Linked DNA regions of Sus scrofa: all the other regions are linked to region 1. A link is a contact called in public HiChIP or PLAC-seq and promoter capture Hi-C data. All regions are on one chromosome and are shown on one strand. Each heading gives the region's core, a stretch centred on a gene start, on an enhancer-like site or on the middle of the called end of the contact. The rest is flanking DNA. Distances are from core to core; before and after follow the strand shown. Region 1 holds the start of OTULIN (ubiquitin thioesterase otulin). Region 2 overlaps TRIO (triple functional domain protein). Region 3 overlaps TRIO (triple functional domain protein).

Region 1 (2,787 bases), core at 151-2,650:
CATCTTCCCATGTCCTCACTCCTGTTTCTATGTATCTCGGCATTTTCTCTTATATAAAGATACCAGACATTGATTTTCACCCAATCTAATCCAATCTGACCTAATTTTAACTGATTGCATCCTCAAAGAACCTATTTCCAAATAAGGTCACAGTGAGTTTCCAGTTGGAATGAATTTTAGGGTACACTAGTCATCCGCTATAATCCCACACCCTTACTATCAATACAAAATTTAACTGCATAGTCTTTTGTATGCTATGCATTTTTAAAGCATGTGTATTTATCACTCTCAAAATGAAAGGGTAAAACCCACCATAGTTCTTTGCCTTAAAATGCAAGGATTCTTTACATCCAGTTTCTCCCTTTGATGCCCATTAGCACTTAGTCTCCCTAACACTGGTCCGTCTTGCTCTTTCCCAATCTTTTCTCTAACTGTAGTGATCTTTCAAGGAAGATCAAGGTCTTTAATTAACTGCAGGTGACTTTTTGAGATCTGGTCTCCAGCACCCTTCTCCCAGTTTCATCTTTCAATAAAATACCCTGTTTTGAACCAGTTTTGCCCCAGAGCTACTTGTAGGTTTCTGGATTGCCCATACCAATCCCTTCCCCATTATTTGGTCCTGAGCTCTTTGCTTTAGTAACACTTCTAGCACTTTCGACTGCTGCCCATCTTTAGCGGCTACTCTATTTCCTCCCTAAAGCTGAAACATTTTGTCTTCTGATGTCTGAAGTCTGCTAGTATTTTTCCTTTGCTGTTGCTCCTTCCTAAATCAAATTTCAAATTTTATTTTAAAGAACGTGGTCCAAGAATACACACTGTGCTGTGCTGGCTCACCTGCTGTGTCGAACCATGTCGCCCTTCTCACCCTCACGGAAGGAAGGGGCTGTAACTCCCTGCCCTGGGGCGACAAGCCCGACCCCACACCAGAAGCCTCCGGTCTCTGAGCTCGGGGCGGGTGGTGACGGGACAGCCACGGAGGGAGGCCTAGCAAGTTGCATATCACCCACCCGGGCACATCCCTTGCTCTTTAGCTGAGGAAGCCAGCCAGCGGAGGGAGAAACTCGGAAGCCCAGAGCGACACTGTAAGGTGCCCCCAAACGTCAGCGCCCTTCGCACCCCAGGCCGGACTTCTTCCTCACCGAAGAGGTAGCCCACCGCTCGTCCAGTCCCTTTTCGCTTCCTCACACCCCAGGACTCGAGGACAAGCAGCGGACGGGACTGTCAGCGCGACGAACGCGCGCCGAGAAGCCCGGGCGGCCAGCGGCGTGCGGAGGCGGAGCAAGCGCAGAAAAAGCCTCGCGTGGGCGGTCCTGGCCGCAGGCCGCTAGGCGGGCGCAAGCGCATGCGCAGGCGCCTCGTCGCCGGGCTCCCCGCCGCCTCTGGCCGCGCCCCCTCGCCGCGGGTTAGAGGCCACGGGGCGGGAGGTGGTGACGCGCGCGGAAGCGGCCGGTGCACCCACCCGAGCCCGCGGGCAGCAGGGCGGCAGCGGCCACGGCCGGGCGCCCCGAAGGGTGGGGCCCCGGGTCGCTCGAGAGCGGCTGAACCCCCGCGGCGCCGCCGGCGGCCCCATGCGTCGGGGGACCATGCCTCAGCCCGGAGCGTGGCCGGGCGCGAGCTGTGCCGAGAAGCCGGCGTGGGAGGCGGGGGCCGCGGCACCGGAGGGCGGGAAGGCGGCAGCCGGCGGGCCGCCGCGGGCCGCGATGCGGTGCGCAGCCGAGCAGTGAGTGAGGGGCGCGGGCTGGGGCCGGCTGGACGGGCGGGGGCGCCGGGCTCCGTCCCGTAGGGGAGGCTGTGGGTGGGCGGGAGAGTAGCCAGGGGGAGGCTTCTTCGCACCTTGTTTTCTAAGTAAGGTCATGGGCGACGAGGAATTTGAAGCCCCTTGTATCGTGTCTGAGTACAAAAGTTTTTCCGGAGGGCGCTTCTTAAAATCCAGGTTATCCGGTGCCTCCATCCCCTTTTTTGATCCCTCTATAGCTTTTAAAGCTAAAGAACGCTCCAGAGTCTTGGGGAACAAACTTCAGAAGCATATTACAGCTCCCTTCCATGAGATCTCTTCTCCAGCCTGGTGCGGGAAGGAAGTAAGGTTGTCCCTGTCACAGCCACGGGGAAGCTGAGCCAGGCGACATGTTTGTTCTTGGAAGGCAAGTCGCGGCTTGATGAGCGTCCCACCTGTTGGACAGACTTTGGACGGAGGCTGACCCAATTGTTTTGCCTGTTAGCTGCTTAACTAGGTGTCTCCAACCCCCTATATTTTTAAATACCAAAGGCAGTGCTGGTTAGATCAATTATTTATTGAACCGTAAAGAAGGCAGTGTAAATCAAAGGAGTTTAGAGTTTCTGCAAAGATCTGGGGGTTGGGGGCGGGGGTTGGAAGCAAAATTTAAAGTAGAAGACCGAAACTTTACTGCACTTTCAAGTTCTGGTCACATATAAATGCCTTTGGAATTCCAAAAATGACGGAAGCTCTCAAATAAGCAGTTTGACAGATACCTTAATTGGCCAAAAAGTGCCCTAAAAGTGTGCCATTTCCTAAAAAGGGGTGGGGGGCTGTTATTGCAGATAATGTATTAAAATAATTCTTGCTTGCCTGGTTCTTTACTGTGGGGTTTGGCATTCTCATTTCTTGAATACCCACACCCCTTGGGATAATAATATGTGCACTAAGTGGGTAAACAACCCACTGAGAAAGATTTAGAGCAGGAGGTCTTAAATTCCTGCTCACAGGAGCTAAGCAGATAACCTGAGTGAGTGAGTGAAGCTGGCCAGGTGTAGAACATGGATTCCTGG
Region 2 (2,861 bases), core at 80-2,579, 160 kb before region 1:
GACAAGATGTCAGGTATGTCCACTCCCGGCCGGTCACTGCCTCCTCCCAGCAGCAGCCCTGCCCCGGAGGCCGGCCCTGGCCAGCCGGGCAGGCCCCCAGCCAGCGGAGAGCCCGAAGGTCCTGAGCCAGAAACGGAACCGATCCCCAAGATGAAGGTGATGGAGAGCCCCCGGAAGTCCTCCAGGAGTGCTGCGGGTGCCCATCAGGATGGAGCCACCAAGGAGGCGCCGGCAGCCCCAGACGACAGCCGCTCACGGAGCAGCCTGGGCTCCCTGCCGCTGGGCAAGCCCAGGCCCGGGGCCATCTCACCTCTGAACTCTCCTCTGGCCACCGCGTTCCCCTCTCCGTTCGGCAAGGAGCCCTTGCCCCCCAGCAGCCCCCTGCAGAAGGGGGGCTCCTTCTGGAGCTCCATCCCTGCCTCCCCCGCCAGCCGGCCGGGCTCCTTCACCTTCCCGGGGGACAGTGACTCCCTCCAGCGGCAGGCGCACCGCCACGCGGCCCCCGGCAAGGACACGGACCGCATGAGCACGTGCTCCTCGGCCAGCGAGCAGTCCGTGCAGTCCACCCAGAGCAACGGGGTAAGAGCGCCCAGCCGCCTCCGCCCGCCCGCCCCACTGCCTCTGTCCCGCGGCTCTTCTAAACCTCCCGCGTCGTCGCCGCTGTCCTCGTACTAATCCGGTCTCTGGGCTGTTGCGCCACAGTCATCCGCTCCTCCGGCCTCTCTCACTGACCACGCGGACACGCGGGACGCCTGCTAACCCTTCCTGCTCCGGCGGACGGCGTGCTCTCGGCTCTACTAACTCGCTCCTTGCTTTGTGTCTCCTTAATATGGCAAAGCAGATCCTTAACCTTCCGAATGCAGCGTCTTTAAGCGTTTTTCATTTTCCGACCAGCAGACTATCTTGGAACTTCCTCTCACGCCCCTGCCTTCCTCACACACTCTTTTTGGAGGGGTCAGTGTCCCTGCTCTCTGCCTCCTGTGTAAACTGAAACCTGTCCACTCTAAGCTTTCTGCTCATCGCTTGGTTGTGCTCTTTTATGCCTTAAATTAATCTTGGCAGCGTTTTTGACTCATCTGCTGAAAAAAAAAATCCCTCAAGAAATTTCCACCAGCAACTCAAAGCAAACAAAGCTGACCAAATAGGGGGAAGGAATCTCTCCAGTGGAAATATTTGTCCCCCTGCCCCCCAAGTTTCACTGTGGAAGAGAGAGACTGCTTTAGGGCCTCTGGATGTTGGGCTCTGCCGGCGGCTGGGAGCGGAGGCGCAGGCAGGCTGGATTCGGAGCGTCCGCGTTCTGGCCAGCAGGGGGCGCAGTGCGGGCTGCGGGTGCTGTGGGGCATCGCCTGGCACTGTGGTGTTCTCAGCAGAAGGGTTGCTGTGGTCGGTTTTTACCCCATCCTGTGGCTTCCTCACTCTCCTGCCCGGCAGATGATCTGACCCATAACACCTTCCTAAAGGCATGTGTGAGGGGATAGAACTGTTCTAATGAGTGTATGTTTGATCGATTTATAAATTTTTAAATACATTTCCCTAAAAGGGTCTGTGTCTCTCTTTATACAAAAAAAGAAAAAGAAAGAAATTTGGCTTTTGCATGTCTCTCTCTTTCCTCTGGACTTCTGATAATGTCTTGTTTGGGTTGACTTGTCCTTATTCTCTCCTCCTGTTTTTTATGTATTTTGTTAACCTCAACCTTTATATCTAATTGAGGAAGAAATCAAGAAAAAAGTCTTGGTACATTTATTTACCCTTGAGTCTTATTCTCAAAAGTAAGTGGTCAGGGCAGGCATTCTCTGCAGTGGCTCTGGCCAGTGTCGTCGTCGTCGTCATCACCACGGTGCCTTACTGTGTCTTGCAGAGTAGCCTGAACCCACACCTCCTGTTAGTTCTGAAATGCTAGGTGTACAGGTAAGCATTAGAATGCGGGTTCAGCTGAAGGAAGATGCGAGGCCCCATGATCCCGTGCCTGCCAGCACCTAGCTGAACGCTCCAAGATCGGTCAGGCAGCGGCCCGTGACCCCATCCCAACCTGGATGGACGGTTTCCCTTTAAGCCCCCAAGGAGCTCTTGGAATCTGTGTTCCAGAAGGAACACCTGACCTGCCCCAGCACAGAGCCGGTGCTGGTCTCCTGTGAGTACACAGCCAGCGCCCCTGCCTGGATCTCCCCAGAGACTAGCACCATTGTGGGCACCACACATTTTGGCAGGTTTTAGATTGCAAAAGTTGCCTCTTATTTCTTCCTCTCACTGTTTCTTATGTGGTAGGTAACCTGTCAAGGGGAATTGCCAGTGTTTTAGATGAATCCCAATGCCTTAAAGAAATGCCCTGGAGGCCTGGGAAGACCACTGGAGGCTTAGGATGGGCCTCGGAAACCATCTGTAGAGCTCTTGAGTATTTCATTTAAAAAGAACTGCTGCCCTACCTGATGCCACCCCCCGGGAGGGCCAGCAGCGGCCTCCTTCCTCCTTGTCTGCTTCCTTGAAGTTGTCTGCGGTCACGGCCAAGAAGGTGTGCCTAACCCACATCCCAGGTCCTTCTTCCTCCTTTAATGGGCACCTTCTAGAAAGTTCTGCTGAGAGCAAGAGTGGAGTGATTGTGGATCAACCCAGACAGTGACTGTGCCAGCCCCACCCGTGGACACACGGCCTCCCTGCACCCACCCACACACCCGGGCAGCAATAAAAGTACAGCCCACCTTTCTTGCAGAGGCCCGGTGGCCTGTGCAAATTTTTAACCTCTACCCACTGGCATTAAATGAGAGATTTTTTAAATGCCTAAGACCGGTACATAGGAGGTTTCCAGAAACTACCAATAGCTGCTATTATTGTGGCAAAATATTCAAATTATGAGACTGATTTTC
Region 3 (2,700 bases), core at 64-2,563, 230 kb before region 1:
TCTTTGGGGTGAGACATAGCAATTGAGTCATTTTCAGTCACTGAGAGAATTCAGGCAAAAGGACCCTGGTTTGATTCTGCTAATTGTGCACTTGGGTCACGGAGTTCCCCCGGCAGCCCTTTCAGAAGGACCAGGGTGGTCTTGGAGGAGGCGTTTGGTTATAGTATCTGTGGTCCGTGCTTCAGTTAAGTCCATTTCATGCTTTTTAGTCACCACATTTAAATTTTTTTAAGGTGAAAAGCAGAAAAATTGGGAAAACTCTCTTCTGATAAGAATGTCACAAGTTAATGTGAGTCATAGAAATTGAGATTTTTCATAAACTTTAATCCTAAACTAAATGTGTGTTGTAAAGAGCCCACAATAGAAAGTCCATAAAATATATAGACTTGGAAATGATCATTTGAAAACTTTCACAAAATATGGTTGGAAAGGAAAAGTGAATTTTTAAACTAGATAAATGGAATGGTAACTCTTTCAGTGTAGTAATGAAATTGTGTCACTGTGGGTAGAAATGTCACTGACAATAAATAAGACCTGTTAATGATGTATATTATCTGAACTTTCTCTCATTAGGAGTTTAATTCTTTATAAAAGGCTGTAATGACTTGCATTGCATCTTCAAAATAGTTATGTCTTTTATACCAAAAAATGTTTTTGTTGTTGTTGTTATTAATTAACAAGCCTGGTTTTAAAGACAAGCTTTGGACTAAGTTTAAAATATTCAAATGTGCACATTGAGACAGAAATCCATGGGCTGTCTCTTTTCTGGACTAGAAAATGTTCATTTAGTTCTCCCCTTCAGAGATTTGTGCAGGGGATTCTTATGGAAAGGCCAGTTGATTCTTTGGGGTAAAGCCAAGAAGATAAGTTTTTTTATTTGTTTGTTTAATGATAATTCTCGCACTGTTTGAAATCAGATTCTTCTGATACTAGATTTTGTTATTAAGTTCTCTAAAGCCTTTGAAAAAAAGCATGTTGACTGAGTATGTGATTCTTTGTCAGCACAGCCTTGATTTTTATTTCTCAGACTCTGTCAGGAGCACAGATGTTTCCAATAGTTTTGATTACTCTGTAAGGGGCTGAAAACTCAGAGCCAGAAAGAAAGTCTGGCTTCGATCCTCCGGGCAGCCCCCTTCTCCCTTCCCACCCTTCCCCCATCCGCAGACTATCACGTGGCTTTGAGCAAGTCTGAAAAATGCCTAAAACTGGAGAAGGCGAGCAGCACGGGCTGGCGATGAGGCAGTGTGTCTTACATAGAACTTCCCACTGCGGGGGTGGTGACACCCTGGGATCATGCTCACAGTCAGGCCCGGTGGACGAGTGGCCGCCTGGGAGAGCTCTGGCCAAGGGCGGGGTTCGTAGGAAGTGGGGGCCTGAGGGGCCTGTCCCCGGGTCACATTTCTCCTTTTCGCTACAGGGATTAACCACTTCCATAACTGGGGTTTTACGGGGAAAATTCTTCTCGAGGCTGGGCCTCTGCCGTTAACATTTTCACATCAGCATCTTCGATTGTTCATGGACAAATGTGAGACTCAGCATGGCTTTTCCACAGAGAAATTTATAAAATCTAGAAGGGGATTAATCATTTGTGAAAAATGTCCTTTGTGGCCTCGTAAAGACAATTCTTTTTGATGGGGGAGTTTTGCATTGTTTTGCTTTCTGTGGTTGTCTAGTGCACATGTCTATCTTACTCTGAGAGCTAAGCTCTCTCTGGAAAGACAGGCTGTTAGAACAGGAGGGCAGAGAAGAGCATGAGGGGGCCAGAGGGCCGGCCAGCAGCCTCGAGCACAGGCAGGCGGCCAAGGACACTGCGGGGCCAGGAGCTGCAGCAGGTGGCACAGCTCCCAGTCCTCCTCCAGGGGGTAGGCCTGGTGGCCTCCCTGGAAGAGGGTGCTTCTCAGCAGGAGGCCTGCCATCCCTTCCTTCCACCCACCACAGCCGGTCATCCATCTTCTGTTCTCGTGGGGCCTCTGCCAAAGCCCAGATGGTGACAGAAAACCAGGCACATCCCATGCTGAACACAATGCTTGTTCCCAGGTCACAGGAGAAGCCCATGTTTTGGTTTGGTTTTCCAACAGGGCCTTCATTTTTAGAGCAAACCTTTTTTACCTTTTTCACTCCAGCCAGTATTTTCCCACTAGCTGGTACGAAGTGCTGCGTGAGGTGGCCTCAAGGAAAGCCTGCCCTTCACCAGTTCCCCCTACAGGCCACGTGCTGGCCCTTGTTGGCACAGGGGGCTCAGTGGTGATTGAGACAACCCAGCCAGTCCCTCACACTTCGGGCAGGGACAGTCACAGAAGGATGGCACACACCTGCCGAGGGCAGACACGTATACACACACAAGACCCAGTTCACGTCAGAATTGAGACACAGTTTGTTTAAGGACAGAGTGCTAGATGGTAGACGGAGGAGCAGCTTCTCAGGGGAGTGGCAGGACCTGGACTAGAGAAACTGGGGAGGCAGGCCTCTGAGCAAAAGGGGTGACGTGAACACAGGGTGTGTGGGCCACTGCAGCAGGAGGTCACGGCCACCTCGAGCTGTGGAGCATGTGCGGCGTAGCTGCGCGTGCCTGGAAGGTGGGCTGGAACCCTAGAGCGGGGAAGTCTGAGGCCCGCATAAGGAATTTGTGCCTGAGGTTCTTGAGTAGGAGGATGGCGAATTTGAGCAGGAGGACCAGTGTTTTAAAAAGGTGACTCTGGC

The links. Promoter capture Hi-C pulls out the DNA fragments that hold promoters and counts their contacts. HiChIP or PLAC-seq counts read pairs in DNA pulled down with a chosen protein or histone mark.
Region 2: a contact with region 1 is called in a promoter capture Hi-C map of liver, with 3 times the contacts expected there. The contact joins the enhancer-like site here to the promoter of OTULIN in region 1. A contact is called at or near these places in 4 of 5 promoter capture datasets (fetal liver, fetal skeletal muscle and liver), 25 of 47 Hi-C or Micro-C datasets (adipocytes, adipose tissue, alveolar macrophages and 12 more) and 2 of 2 datasets of contacts at active chromatin or transcription factors (alveolar macrophages and skeletal muscle).
Region 3: a contact with region 1 is called in an H3K27ac HiChIP or PLAC-seq map of alveolar macrophages. The contact joins the enhancer-like site here to the promoter of OTULIN in region 1. A contact is called at or near these places in 3 of 5 promoter capture datasets (fetal skeletal muscle and liver), 6 of 47 Hi-C or Micro-C datasets (embryonic fibroblasts, fibroblasts, heart right ventricle and 3 more) and 1 of 2 datasets of contacts at active chromatin or transcription factors (alveolar macrophages).

Annotation. Positions count from the first base shown.
Region 1 is chr16:4,061,637-4,064,423 of Sscrofa11.1, forward strand. It overlaps OTULIN (ubiquitin thioesterase otulin), which reads left to right and starts at 1,401. Exons shown (of 7, transcript XM_003133841.4): 1 at 1,401-1,720. The coding sequence starts at 1,569. It overlaps LOC110257250 (a long non-coding RNA gene), which reads right to left and starts at 1,320. Exons shown (of 7, transcript XR_002339614.1): 1 at 835-1,320.
Region 2 is chr16:3,904,717-3,907,577 of Sscrofa11.1, forward strand. It overlaps TRIO (triple functional domain protein), which reads left to right. Exons shown (of 56, transcript XM_021077142.1): 47 at 1-579. Among named protein-coding and RNA genes, the nearest start is that of FAM105A, 58 kb to the right of the region's middle. Within about 2 kb of position 1,330, at least 5 of the 83 cell types and tissues checked have an H3K27ac peak or open chromatin away from gene starts, as enhancers often do. A contact at or near this core is called in liver and undifferentiated spermatogonia, where this site is marked.
Region 3 is chr16:3,836,123-3,838,822 of Sscrofa11.1, forward strand. The region is part of intron 32 of TRIO (triple functional domain protein); the gene reads left to right. Among named protein-coding and RNA genes, the nearest start is that of FAM105A, 130 kb to the right of the region's middle. Within about 2 kb of position 1,314, at least 28 of the 83 cell types and tissues checked have an H3K27ac peak or open chromatin away from gene starts, as enhancers often do. A contact at or near this core is called in alveolar macrophages, embryonic fibroblasts, fetal skeletal muscle and 2 more, where this site is marked.